Regions from separate parts of the Mus musculus genome. Here region 1 is linked to region 2. A link is a contact called in public capture Hi-C data. All regions are on one chromosome and are shown on one strand. The core of a region is the stretch at or near the end of the contact, and the rest is flanking DNA. Distances in the headings are between cores, read along the strand shown.

Region 1 (7,688 bases), core at 2,482-4,981, 490 kb before region 2:
TGTCAGTTTGCAGTCAGTCACAATTGTGCATTTAATGTATCCTGAACATATTAAAGTATTGTAGTCCCATGTTATTTTAAGAGGACTGCTTCTTAAAGAAATACTTCTTCATTATTGCCCTATCAGAACTGTATGCCCTCTGTAATAACTCTGATCATGATAATCCAGTTTCCCTATTAATTTTGTTGATGTATTATACAAAATTAAAATTTTGATTTTATAGTTTATTATATTGAACCTTGAATTGGGAGCCATTAAGATGTTCCAGGGGTGTTAGGTGCCTCACACCTTGATTTTGATCTCTGAAACTTACATGATGGATGAAGAGAACCACCTGCTATAAATTGCCATCTGACCTCTGATCTCCACAGACAACAGCATTACAGACTAGGCCTAAGTTAGCAGCCTGAGGCAGTAAGCCTTGGAGATGACAATTCTATCAGGTGAATAAAAGTTGCTTTTACAGAAGCCCTTGGTTTGGTTTCTAGCGTGTACATGGTGGTTCACAAGCATCTACAACTCCAGTTTCCAGGAATTCAGTACCCCGTTCTAGCTTCCACAGGTACCAGGTACACATGCTATATACTCAACATGCATGTAGGCAAAGCATTCATACACAAAATATTAATAAATCACTGGGCACTTGGGAAGCAGAAACGGGTAGATCTCTGAGTTCAAGGCTGGCATGGTGTATATAGAGAGTTCTAGTACAGACAGGGCTACATATAAGGCCCTGTCTCACAGAGAGAAAGAAATTATCAATGAAAGTCTGACTTTGAGGCAGTTTTTAGATCAGAAACCATTTTTTAGGTAAAAACCTAGACATACAAGAACAACTGATAAATGGTATTTGATAAAAAGCAAGAACTTCAGTTCCTTGAAAGGCATTTAAGGGAATGGAATGACAAGCTACAGACTTGGAAAGGACATTTGCAAGTCAGATATCTGATAAAGGATTTATGTAAGGATCAAAACTGAACAAAACATCTCATAATAAGTGGACAAAAGATTTAAGCAGGCATTTAATAAAAAATATACCAAAAAATAGGTAGTAGACAAGTGAAGACGTTAATATTATTAGCTTTAGGGAAGTGGAAGTCAAGACTGAATGAGATGAGATGGCCCAGAGGGTAAAGGCACTTGCCTCCAAGCCTGTTGGCCTGAGCGCAGTTCCCAGAAGCTGGGTGGTGAAAGGATAGAAGTCTCTTCTAGCCTTTGTGTGCACCATAACATGCGCGTGCACACACACACACACACACACATACACACACGAAAACTGTTTAAGAAATAAATCCTGCAGTGAGCCCCACAAGTACATCTAAAGAGCCTGAAGGTAAGGGCTGAGGCGTACTCAGTGATGGACTTCTTGGCTAGGACATGGAAGGCCTTGAGTTCCATCCCCAGGACAGCATGTACCAACTGTATCAGGTTAGGCTGCGTGGGGACTGAAACAAGTGAGCTTTTGGGAACATAAAATAGTACAATCGCCTTGGGAAAAGTTTAAGCAGATATCATATGACTCAACGTTTTCACTCCTAGGCATTTACACAAGAGAAAAAGCTTCTGTCTGTACATTGCTATACCTTCAGATATTCATAACAACTTTACTTTTAATGGTTTAATTTTGGAAACAACCCACATGTCCATCAGCAGGTGAGTGGATAACCAATTGTGGTTTGTTCCTACAATGGATGACTATTCACTGATAAAAAGGAATAGGCATCCATCCTATAATCAGCCTCCAAACGCTGACACCATTGCATACGCTAGCAAGATTTTGCTGAAAGGACCCTGATACAGCTGTCTCTTGTGAGACTATGCCAGGGCCTAGCAAACACAGAAGTGGATGTTCACAGTCAGCTATTGGATGGATCACAGGGCCCCCAATGGAGGAGCTAGAGAAAGCACTCAAGGAGCTAAAGGGAACTGCAACCCTATAGGTGGAACAACAATATGAACTAACCAGTACCCCGGAGCTCTTGTCTCTAGCTGCATATGTATCAAAAGATGGCCTAGTTGGCCATTGTTGAGAAGAGAGGCCCCTTGGTCTTGCAAACTTTATATGCCTCAGTACAGGGGAATGCCAGGGCCAAGAAGTGGGAGTGGGTGGGTAGGAGAGTGGGGGGGGGAGGGTATGGGGGGGCTTTCGGGATAGCATTTGAAATGTAAATGAAGAAAATTGGGGGAAAAAAAAGGGATAGGCAGCCAGGCGTGGTGGTACACACCTTTAATCCCAGCACTCTAGAGGTAGAGGCAGGCGGATTTCTGAGTTTGAGGCCAGCCTGGTCTACAAAGTGAGTTCTAGGACAGCCAGGGCTATACAGAGAAACTCTGTCTCAAAAAGCCAAAAGCAAAACCAAAAGAAAAAAAAAGAAAAAAGAAAAAGGATAGGCTATTGATAGAATGAATAAATCTGAAAATAATTGTGCTGAGTGAAAGGAAGCAGATAAAGGCCACTGATAGCTGGGAAATGCAGACTAACGTGTATCGACAGCAAGCAGATTAAAGGTTGCCAGACTGTAGCGGAGGGATCTGCTCATTTTCTTGATTGTGCTGGTATATAAGAGATTGCAGACATTGGTTAAATTTTACCAGTTTGTACCCTTTAGATAGGTGTGGTGTACAAGGCATGGTGGCACACACCTTTGGTCCCAGCACTCAGGAGGCAGAGGCAGGAGAATCCTTGAGTCGAGGCCAGCCTGGTGTACAGAGTGAGCTCCAGGACAGCCAGGCTGCACAGAGAAACCCTGACTCAAGAAAAACAAAAACAAGAAACCCTATGTAGCATATTTTTTGTTGATTGTATATCAATAAAGCTGCACTAAGTATGGGAAGCACATGGGCTAGGGACATGATTTTGTGGCAGAGTGTTCTGGCCTAAGCCCTGTGTTTAATTTCCAGTACCATAAAACCAAGCTTTGAGAACTGTAAAGTTCCCAGCACAGAACAGGTGCCCAGTTTGCTTTTAGTTCATTTACTCCGTGGCCAGTTGCTGCCTCCTCCCTTCCTGGTGACACTATCCCCTAGCCAGACAAGCCGACATCTGCTGTCCTATAGCTGGCTCTCAGGGCTACCACAAGCCCAGAGGAAGAATGCATCAAAAAGCACTTTGTAGAGGTGACTGAACATTCAGGAGGCCCTGCCCACTGGAAATGGACCTGCCTCTCCACCTCCAACTGACATCATGTCATTCAGGCGATTCTCTGAGTCCCCTTTTTCCCTCTGCTCAGCATTCTCTGTACAGAGGCCCTGGAAGGACAAGCTCGTAGTCGTCGACCTCAAAGGTCAGATGTCGTGGGTTTTCCTATTTGCTAGATTGCAGATCAGGGACTATCAACTAGGATTGGTTTCCATTTGGCCTATAGTCCTTCATTTGTAGGCATTTCCAGGTCCTTGACCTATCTGAGACTTTAGGTCAAGGTAGCAAATATTCTAGGAAGACTCAAGTTCCTAACTCCTGGACCTTAGCCCAAGGGCCATCTTTAGCCCCTTCTCCCCTACCCTGAACTAAATAACCCTGGGCATGTTGGGAGAGGCCACTACTGGGCTCTGCTTCTCTGCTTGGAGCCTAGGACAACACCCACAGTAGCCCTTGGGGGTCTGGGCTTCTTTCCCATCGTGTTTGCCCAGTTGCCCTAGTGACTGTGTGACCCTTCTCCCCCGCCCTCCACCTCCTGCCGTGCCTGCTTGCACCCACCATATAAATAGAGGCGAGGAGCAGCTGGGCTCTCTTGGCAGTCACCATGAAGGCGCTGCTCCTGCTCTGCTGTTTCCTGGCCTCCCTGCTGCTTTCAGGACAAGCAGGTACGCCCCCTGCACAAATGGCTTCCATTGGGCCCCTAATGTGCCCAAGTTTTTATCCGAGTGGGGGGCTGGGCTGATGGCAGAACTTTGCATCTAGCTCGTATAACTGCCCTTCTCTCAGGGGCCCGGGACACAGAGGATGAGGTGCTAGAGAGAAGTGGGAGCCAGTGAGGGGTTCTAAGAAGAAATCAGAGCAAATGGTTCTGAGGTCTAGACCAGGTTCAGAGAGAAACATGCTGGAGAGAGGACCCTCCGGAGTCAGGCATAGAGGAATCTCTGAGATGGATAAAAATACATACTCTTGGAGCTGGAGGTTGTCTGAGTTACCATCTTGGTGGGAGATAGGACAGAGACTTTGTTTTAGCTAGTGACTTAGGTCTGCATGTCCATGGACAGAGTGGGACACTGCAGACAAAGCTGAGAATCATTTTATGAACAGTGGGACAGAGTTGGAACTGGGATAGGGTAGAACTGAATGGAAAGCTGAGAACTGGTGACTGTGTTGGAAGCAACTGGACAGAATGTGGAGGGGAATGGAGGAGAGCCTTCCGAGGGGCAGGGTCTTTCCTCCAGAAGGGGGCTCAGCTCTGCACACCATGGCTCTCCTTTGGCATCTCAACATTTTGTGTGGCAGAGGTGGTGGCTTGGGTTGCAGCATGGGGGTTATTTATAGTCTGCGGAGGGGACACCGATCATTTTGCCACCTCTCTTGTTCTTAAGACTCCCAAGACTGGCTTCCCCTTGGGGATTCTTAGGGGAGGTGCTCTAAGATTCCCCCTAGGGATCTAGGACACCCTGGTCTGTCTTTTATGCTGGTACTTCATCTTTGTGAGATTTCTGGGTCCTTGTTTTAGACCTTTAAGGTTCTGTCTCAGGGACTGGAGTGACAGAGGTGCAGTCCAGTGAGAGGATAGGCATATGAGGAACAAAAGCCATTCTTTGGGGGTGTGAGAGGTAAGGCTGGGTGCTCTGGGCCATTGGGCTTGCTGTTGGGCCCTGCCCTTGTCTGCCCTTGAGTTAATTTGGTCTCCATGGGGCTGTGGTGGCTAGAGTGGTGAGTATTCCAAGCGGCTGTCAGGTGGCTAAGTATGGAAACAGTCCTGTAATTGGATCCTGAGCCCGAAGCCACTGCCACCCTCTCCTCTTCCCAGCCCCTCCTCTGCTGCTCCAGCCCCAGCTGCCACCTTGAAGCTACCACACAGCAAAGCCCCAGGAATTTCTGTCCTTTTAGGGACATTTAAATTTTTTTTCTTTCTTTGTATAAAGGGGACAGGATTTCTAGACTATTCTGAAGGCTATGTTCAGAGCTCTTGCTATGGGAAAGAGGCATGTGATTCATATCAAAGTTTTTCTAGGCTGTTTCTTTTTGTACCCAGGAGTGTGAGCTTGCTCTTGCCTGTCTCAAATCCCCCTGCCTGCTTGTTCTACTTCAGTTACCACTACTCTGCCCAGTTGTAGATTGTGTACCCCGAGGTGGCTGCTGCTTCAACTCAGTGGGAGGTTACAAGACACCTGATGCTTTCCCCATACCCCTAGAACAGCAGTCTTTGCTAGTGGTTGAATTTCCCCCAGAACTTGCCATCCTGGCTAAAGGTCACTACCTTGTAGCTGAACTCCTGTCTCCATTTTTCCTCCGGTCGTCATTTATCTCCCTGGGCTAGAAGAAGCCAATGTCTTCTCTAGCTCTACCCTCACTTTCAAAGATAGGAACCCTGGAACACATCCTATCTTATCTTTCCCACATTGCTTCTATGGTTCCTCTAGACTGGGTGGTTGACTCTGAGGTCCCAATTGCCTCTTCTCATTAGGACACCCAGCATCCCTGTTTCCCTAGGCATTAGTCACAAGTACCTACACCAGAACTTGGGAGCAGCCATAGGCTCCTGTCACCAGACACCTCTGGTCCCTTCCCTCGTCCAGCTACCCCGAGTTCTTTATAATTACCCGAGTTCTCTCCCTGGTCTAAGGACCTGGAAGAGAGGTCTCATCAAGAACTCCAGAGATGATTTAATGAATGTTTTTATTGGATAGTGAAGGAAAGAAAAACTTGGTGAAGTGAAAGGACCTTCCCAGTCAGGGACAGAAGCACAAGTCCCAGTGCTGTTAGCACTCCTCTGGGAACCGTGTCCCTCCCCTGCCTGCCTGGCAGAGGACTGTGGATGCATGTGAAAGGGGGGCGTGGACAAGGCCGCCCAGGACGTTTCTGAGACTGTTGCTTCAGATCCTTTGACCCCCCATTCCACCGTAAGAAATTGGTGTGTGCTGGGGGTGCACTTCTACAGGCCCAGGGTGATGTGTCCATTTCGTTCCCTGAGGGCACAGGTTGCCTCCTCTTTACTGTAAGGCTGTATATGGAGAGGGAAACTTCCTTTCTGCCTCCTCCACAGGGCAGTCCAGCTGCTACTGTCTTCTGCTGGGGGGCTTTAAGAGGAGTGAAGTCGGGGCTCCAGGGAGAGCCGACTTTAGAAACCTTTCTAGTTCCCAAAGTGATGTCCCCTTGTCTAGCTTGTGAAAGCTGGACAAGCTCACAGGGTACATCTTGTCTCCCCACTTTCCATCGGGAGCCTGTGAAGTGCAGTGCCAGGATGTGCTTATGGCTTCAGCCCTTTCCCTAGTGGCATGAGAACCATAGTTGGGAAATTCTGTTTTCGCCCCTTATATGTTACAGTGAATACCATATGTTACAGTGAAGGCCAAATAACTAGTTCCTGGCCAGTCAGAACCAGAGCTCAGATCTCTTTTCTTCTTTCTCTGTGCCTTTGTCCACTTAGCCCCTGGGAAAGGTGAAGAGAAGGAAGGCCAGTTGCAACCAACTGGCCTTTGGTGTCTGCTTGTGAATGTAGGTTGAGAAGGACCCAACTCCTGTGGACACAAATGGAAGACAAGATGGCTGCTTTTGCTGCTGGCTCTGCCTAAGAGGGGGATGAGGTACTTGTTGGCTGGAATGAAGGTGACAGCTGGGAGAGTATGCTGTACAGAACAGGGTCTGTGGCTCTGGAGATGGGCACATTCTCTAGTCTAAGCCCAAATCCAAGCCTAGCGTGGAGTGTTGCTCGAGGACTTGAAGCCATTCATTCACATAGCTTGAAATAATTCATCATTTTATAAAGTCATTCAATATTTATTGTGCCTGCTGTTTTGTTTTTTTTTTTTGTTTTGTTTTTTTTTTTTTTGTTTTTTTCGAGATAGGGTTTCTCTGTGTAGCCCTGGCTGTCCTGGCACTCACTTTGTAGACCAGGCTGGCCTCGAACTCAGAAATCCACCTGCCTCTGCCTCCCAAGTGCTGGGATTAAAGGCGTGCGCCACCACGCCCGGCTGTGCCTGCTGTTTTTAAAGTATGGTATTAAGGGAATAGGGAAGAAATTTTTGGCATACTTTTCGTCTAGAAGGAAGGAAAAAGACAGCTTCCTTCATACACATACACTGGGCTGATAAGATACTATCATAATGGAGATTTGAGAAAGCAAGAAGCTGGGGTAGGAGTGGAGTGAAGAATGTCTTTTTTATGAAAATACACAATGTTTGTACGTATTGATTGGGGAGGGGCCTGTATGTGCCACAGACAGCCTTTGGGAACCTCAGTGATCTAATTAGTGCCATCAGGCTTGGCAGCGAGCACTCACCCGCTGAGCCACCTGCTGCCTGAGGAGCGGTTTTAGATTGAGGAAGATGAAACTGGCCCTTGAGGGAAGGAGGGTTCAGCTGTGAGAAGACAGCAGGAAGGGAGCAGAACTAGCCAGCCTTATGGAGTGAGCTGTGAGTGGCCTTCAGTGCTGGCTGAAGAAGAAAGCTTTCTTCTGTGGACAGTGGGGAGCCATGGGGGGCTTTGAGAGATGTGCTTAGTTATGTTGGTAGGAAGGAGCAGGATTGGAGGAAACGAATTA
Region 2 (7,031 bases), core at 3,046-5,545:
TGAACTCAGGACCTCTGGAAGAGCAGTCAATGCTCTTAACTACTAAGCCATCTCTCCAGCTCCTAAATGGAAATTTACTCTATAGGTTTGTATGTTTCCTGTAGGGTTACACTGGAGGGTTTCCCTATGAAGGGAAATTTTTGTAAACTCAGGTTTGTCCTTTCCATCTTCTAGGTCCGTATACAGTATGTAAAAGCAAACATCTGTTTCATAACTTATCATCAATTCTAGAACTGGGTTGGAGTTGATTTCTTAGACAAGAATGAATTGATTTTTGGCTCACCAGCTGGTACACATCCTTTTTTTGTTTGTTTTTGGGTTTTTTTTGTTTTTGGTTTTTTGTTTTTCGAGACAGGGTTTCTCTATATAGCACAGGCTGTCCTGGAACTCACATTGTAGACCAGGCTGGCCTTGAACTTAGAAATCTGCCTGCCTGTGCTGGGATTAAAGGTGTGTGCCACCACGCCCGGCTGGTACATATCCTTATTATGTATGCTAACCCATCTTCTTGCTCATGAGATGCTGCCATTCTTAGACACTTGAGTACTTAGATCTGTAGGAACGTTTCTGCCTCCCCTCAGAGTGCCCTCTCAGTGGTTTTTTGTGCTTATTTTTCTATACATTTAGATTTCATAAAAACATAGGGCTTAATTTATGAACAGTTCACCTCTATTAGTGTACATTGATTTTTGCTACTCAGCACCCCATCTGCATTTTTTGATATTGACACTCTTACAGTGATTGTTGAGTTTCTGGGTGACTTATAACATCAGGGTATTTTTCATGCTCAACAGCTACATTGCAGTTTTTTTTTATGTTCTAATGATCCTCATGTAACAGCAGAAGCCCAGGTTGGTAACACGCAGCCTGAGCTGATCTCTGTTGGCTTCCTGGTGCAGGCACACACTGATAAAGAAGCTCTGCCAGCTGAGGGAGAGCGAGCCGGAGCTGGCCCAGCTGCTCGTGGATCAGGTGAGGACTGACTGGGTTTGGCATCCTTTTCTGCCTTGGGGGTACAAAGCTGCTCTCTTCCTGAGGGTCAGGCGTAGGTCAGGCTGGACATGAGCCCCTGATCCTGATTTTACTATGCCATCCCTGTGTTTCAGATCTATGAGAATGCCATGATAGCAGCAGGACTCGTTGATGACCCCCGGGCCATGGTCGGCCGCCTGAACGACCTTTTGGTCAAGGTCCTGGAGAAACACTGACAGCCAAGACACTGGATTTAGTGTCAACCCAGGTCTTCTCGGGTGATAATGGACCTGCCTGGGGAGGCAGGACTTAATACACAAACAGTGCCACCAACTGCTTGAGCTCAGCTTTATTTACTTCAATTAAACAGTATTTCTTAGTCCCCGTGGCAGACGTTTTCTCTGTTCTGAGATGGTGGAATGCTGTAGTACCAAATAGAGTTGAAGTGGATTCTTCCTCACCAGAAGCAGTATGGCTGAACTGCTCAATGACATCAGATTTTTCTGAGTGTCACCTCCACTGGGTAATGGTCACTGATGGCTTCAGCCTACAGAGGCAGGGAGGTGGGGTCAGAGCAAGGTCCTCTATACCACAGAGGGTAAGCAGGTAGAAAGCCTGCTCCTGGCCTGAACTGCCTCCACCCACATCTAGTATGGAAACAGTAGCTCCTGCTTGGCTCCAGGCTAACCTAAACCACACAAGAGAGAGGACACATACCAGCTGGTTGGAAAGTCCGTATTCTGCTTGGAAATCAAAAGGAACAGCCGAGTTGGGAACAACAGCAGCCTGGAGCAGAGCTCCAGCAACCACAATCCTGTAGGATATCAAAGAAGAAGGTCCCTCTCCTCTTTCCCACATAGAGTTTGCTGACCCCAGGCTCCAAATGTGCTACACCCAGGAGTACCAAGAGAAGGCCCTGCACTAGCAGGAACTAACATGTAAGCTGCCCAGATGGAACCCCACCTGCTGGTAGCCACTCTGACAAGAAAACTAGGAGTCTGTAAGAAGGAGAGCTCCTGCCTCTTGAGTAGGAGAAGGCGAGTGAAGGCTTGGTTTGGCTTTGGGGCTGCTCACCTGTCATAAGCACAGTGTGTTGATGTGACTGTGGTGTCCGCACTGTCAGGGATCAGCCACTGGAAGATGGGGCTTGTCCGAAGGCGAATGGAGGACCACTGGGAGGAAGTGACGTAGCTGCAGCCAGCATTGAAGTCTCCCATGAACATGATGTCCTACCAGCAGACATGCCTGTTGGTCCAGGGACAAACAGGGCCAATAGAACCCATTGTCCCTAGGATGGTCTCACCTCCAGGCCCCACTTTTGCCAGACATCTAGGTAAACATCGTAGAGGGCGTCGATCTCACTCACAGCTTCTGTTGGGGCTGCATGCAAGGGCACGATCGCAAATTCTTGGACCTCTGAGGAAAAGCAGACATGCTATGGACATGGTGTCCAGAGACCAGCCTGGATTGGGTCTGGTCTGAGGTTACACTGGGGCCCTTATGCAGAGTGGTTTTAGCTTCGAGCAGAGGTGAAGATATGGGACAGTCTCCCACAGGCTAGATATTGTCCTTGTAGTTGAATGTAAATTCAGAGCACTGGGAGTTCCCTGAGGGAATGTGGGGGCAGCCCTGCCAGCCACAGGCTTCTAGAGGTCTGGATGGGAGTTGTAAGCTGTGACTCCATCGTGGCCTAGGCAGGGCTGACAGTGAAGCCCAGTAGCACTCACCAGTGTATGGGGAAAAGAACTTAACAATGGCTGGCTCTCTGCTGAAGGTGTCATTTCCACAGGGTTCACAGCCATCATCATATTGATAGCTGTCCAGAATAGACACCTGGTCAGGCCTAGAGAAAGACAAGACAAGAGGTGACTCTGGGGCTGTGAGAGCTACCTGAGTAGATGGATACCCACCCAGCCAGAACCTTATCCTGAAGTCCTGTAATATACATTGCTACCCCTACTCTATAAGGACCTCCCAAGTAAAAGAGGGTCACCTGGCCCTCCAAACCACTCTCATCCTCTTTGGCACAGCTTTGAGGCCTGCACATCCCTGAGTTTATTCTCAGGCTTTGGCAGCATAGGGCTTTACCTGTACACAAAAAGGTACTGTTCCTTGTAGCTTTTGCGGCCCAGCGGCTCACTGACTACATAGCGGTAGGTGTCAGGTTTGTCCCTGGATAAAGGAAACCAAAGGTACTTTTTCACCATAGAGGGAGCCTCCTGGCATCTGATAGCAGGGCTCCAACAATAGAGCACAGAGGGCGTGAGACTGTAAATGGTTGTCATTATACTCTAGGACTCCAGTACTGTCACCCACCGATTGAGTTCATCCAGGAGCTTCCCAACAGCAACCAGGTGGGAGTCTCTGACCTCTTGGATAACAGCGATGTCATAGCGACTCAGGATCTGCGGGTAACAGGCTGGGTAGGCAGGGCTGGATCAGCAGCTCAAGACCTCAGACTTTGTCCCTCCCAGGAACCTCAGAGAGCCAGAGCTGCAGCTGCTGCTCTTCCTTCCACACAGCTCTCCTGCCAGCCATGGACGGTGTGGACCGTAATCTGGGCTGACATCCACCCAGCTATGGTAAGGCCTCAGGTTCACTGTGGTCTCTAGCTTCCCTGATAGCACGCCTGCTCTCAGACTCTGGCCACAGTGGACTTACTTTCACAAAGTATACAGAGAGGGTAGCATTGGACATCTTAGTCTCCCCAAAAGTCCGAATGTTGAAGGCTGCAATTCTCAGAGTCCCAGCCAGCTGCAGCAGGTTGACCAAGGTGAGCAGTGTTCCCATTAGCCCTGTGTACCGCATCCTGTGAGATTGAATGGTCAGGACAAAGAAGCAGTGAAGCTCCCATCCCCATCAAAGACTAAAGCCTAGCTTGTGCTGAGCCAGTGGGAGGCCCTCAGTCCTTCCCCTGTACTTACCTGAAAGCCAATCTGAGACGGCTGCAGCAGTCAGAACAGACCTGCTCTGTATGATGAGCCCCCGAGTCTGCACTGGAACTGGATGAACAAGGTGAGTTCACTCAACACCTGACACTCACAGAGATGTCTACAGAGATGATGAGAATTCTGATACTAACCTGGAAAATTCTGATATATATTTCTTCTTTTGCTTTTAAAGGAAGATTCTTTTTACAAAATGTATAAAGGAAAAAACCAAAAAGCAGTGTGGAATTACAGACCTGCTAGCTCTCAGGGTCGCTGTCCAGGCAATGCCAACCTGCCTTGCTCTGCCAGTTTTAAAGGTTCAGGCAGTATTGACCTCCCCAGGGCGCATGTGTACCCTTCACCCAAGAGCACAGAACAATAGGGCTGCCTGTGTGGCCATCCCATTGGGCCCTGGGCAGGCTGATAGCACGTGCTGACATCAACAGACAAGGTGCCTCTTACTGTAAAAACAGTCTGATAACGTGTTTGTGCATGGTTATAAAACCTTGTGTCCTTTGCCCATCCTGCCCTCACTACCAGGGGTGGGTCGTAGGAATTGGAGGCAGGGCTGGCTGCATTAGCTCATCTACTTATGTCTGGTCTAGGGGGTTAATGTCACCTTGTAGCCAAAAGCAAATTTCAGACACTGACATGTTCACCATGGACTCTCAAGACAGCTGCTCTGCTCTGTGGTTAAGGAACCCCCACCTCCAAAGTCATTGAGATGCTAGAGGCTCCAGGTGGGAAATGCTGGGCGATAGAAATTCTTCCTGAGGAAACAAGGAGCTCAAGGGATCCCCAAGTATCTACATCACAAGACAGAGTAACTCAGGGGTGGGTCTTGCCATTTTTTTCAATCCTTGATAGTTCATTTGTGTTTATCCCCTAGGGCTCTTTAACAAGCTACCACAATTTCCTGAAAGCTGTGTAGTCAGAGGTTCAAAACCCAGGTGTGTGCAAGGGCCATATGCACCCCACTCTAGGGGAAGACTCTTGGGGCAGCTCTCCCTTTCTCTGATGATGGAACTGCATTATGTTCCTCTTGGATGTGGACAGGATAATGTCCCATCTCACCCTAGTCCTATCCTTCCTTGGTCCTCTCCCCTAAACTGCACATGGAGGCCAGAGGTTGATACACGTATCTTCCTCTATCACTCTCTACCTTAGTTTTTGAGACAGGGTTTCTCACTAAATCTAGAGCTCAGCAAATTGGCCAGATGGACTGGCCAGCAAGGCCCCGAATCACCCTGTGTCTGCCTCCTAGTGCTGGGATTACAAGCTCCTGCTGTCATACTAGTCTTAAACGAGAGCTGCAGATCTGACTCCAGCCCTTACACTTCTAGTGAACACTTTACCAACTGAGCCATCTTCCCAGTTCCCACAAAGTTCTCTTTTGCCAAGTATTAGGGTGTGGACATCTTTTGGGGTACCATTTATCCCTCCATCAGAAGCTCTATGCTGAAGGGATTTTGGCTTTCCAAGGACAACACAAACATGTTCTAGAGACTGAACCTTCCTGATGAAGGAAGAGCTTTTATGCCCAGAGAGAATTGGAAGTAGCAAATAGAACAGGCAGCTACAAGAGGTTGGATATATCCAGAAGCAGGACAGCCTAGAGGTCAGGAGTCGGAAAGAGGCCAAGGTCAGCAAAGTACCTGCCAGCTGGCCAAGGCACCTGTTATGCAGGACTAGAAAAAATTAACATAGCATACGAAAAGTAAAGACACCTTGGGGAAGACAGTGTCACAGTGGCACTGGAGCACATCTCCTGTGTGTCTCACATGCACAAGTCAGAGATCCAATCACCCACCTGCCTCTCCAGCTACCAGAAACCCCATCTTCATATTCTGATCCTCCTGCCTCCACCTTGCACGTTCTGGAATTTTGTGCAGAGTTTACAGGCTAGTTGTTAGGTGCTTGGCAGCAAACCACTCCAGCCCCATGTAAGTCTTTTCAGAGCTCTGCATGACCATGCTTCAGCTGAGGTTGTGATAGACGGGAGTGTGTCAGTGCTCGCCCAGTTCTCACCCACCCAGCAAGTAGCTGGGGCACCTGGTGGCTGAGCACAACTCATATTTTTCTACCTTGGTCACACATTTGAGAGGTTGTGGTAGGAATGGGAGCAGACCAATGTGCAAAGAAAGGTGGCTGACACCAGGCAGCTAGACACAGAAGCATCAGTAAGATCTGACACGAATGACTTTGGCAGAGGGCCCCACTCCTCTGTTTCTCAGCATCTGGTAGCTAAGGGTACTGGCAAGCCTGCCATTAACTCCCTGCTCCTGGGAGCTCCTAGGTACCCCTACTTTCCTTCCAGCCAACAGAAAGGTTAGGGCTTAGGTCTTCCTTCGGCAGCAGCTGGGTCCTGAGCCCCAGTTGCACATGGTGGCCCCTCACCTGGGCTCCCTGGGAGACACCCAGCTAGGTTACATTCATTTGGAGTAAGGATTCTTGTCCTGCTCTGTGGTTGGAAGATCAGTGGACACAGGACTTGCAAGTCTAAATAGAGTTTACTCCTCTTAGAAGGAAAGCCTCTGGATGCTACACAGCCTCCCCTTTCTCTCTTGTTTTCCTTTTCTTCTTGTGTCAGCTACTGCTGCGCAGTCAGTGGCCTCCAAGCTCAGTGTGCAGAGCAAGTCATTCTTTTCTGTGTATAGCCAGGAGGGGTGTCTTATCCCTGAACTGCACTAGGACAAAAAGGGGGAAGTGGAAACCCCACTAGAGAAACAGTGATGTGATGCTCTTACATCTAGATGCTGTCTCTACCATGCCGAACATCAACAGTAGGACCAGGAGCACACTCTGGAGGTACAAGAACCAGGAAGGTAGAAGCAGCTGAGTGCTTCTGGAGTTTTCAGTCAGATCAACAAGGAAGTATGTGCTGACAGCCAGTGACCATAAGGAACACTGGCCACTTTTACGGATCAGGTGAGCTTTTTAAAGGTCAGCTCTGATTATTTACAATGTTCTCTTTAAATTGCTCTTGTCACAGATACCAAATGGGGAAGTAACGAATAGCAATAGATTATTAAAGTGTGAGCCAAGTCAAAGGATATGGAAGAAAATCCTCTTAAGGACTGTGACCAAAACAAGTGATCCCAGTGGGGCAGGTCATGGTAGGGCAGGCCA

Evidence for each region. Capture Hi-C pulls out chosen DNA fragments and counts their contacts.
Region 1: a contact with region 2 is called in a capture Hi-C map of embryonic stem cells, with 2.1 times the contacts expected there. The contact joins the promoter of Srl here to the promoter of Dnase1 in region 2. A contact is called at or near these places in 1 of 39 promoter capture datasets (liver), 1 of 484 Hi-C or Micro-C datasets (embryonic stem cells) and 2 of 9 other capture datasets (adipose tissue and embryonic stem cells).

Annotation. Positions count from the first base shown.
Region 1 is chr16:4,519,109-4,526,796 of GRCm38.p6, reverse strand. It overlaps Srl (sarcalumenin), which reads left to right and starts at 3,731. Exons shown (of 7, transcript NM_175347.6): 1 at 3,731-3,804. The coding sequence starts at 3,744.
Region 2 is chr16:4,034,300-4,041,330 of GRCm38.p6, reverse strand. Dnase1 (deoxyribonuclease I) reads right to left here and starts at 4,295. Exons shown (of 10, transcript NM_001357143.1): 1 at 4,157-4,295; 2 at 3,897-4,023; 3 at 3,634-3,781; 4 at 3,289-3,377; 5 at 3,061-3,144; 6 at 2,700-2,815; 7 at 2,276-2,388; 8 at 2,047-2,201; 9 at 1,690-1,786; 10 at 1,307-1,519. The coding sequence starts at 3,780. The coding sequence ends at 1,466. Trap1 (TNF receptor-associated protein 1) reads left to right here. Exons shown (of 18, transcript NM_026508.2): 17 at 900-972; 18 at 1,107-1,354. The coding sequence ends at 1,208.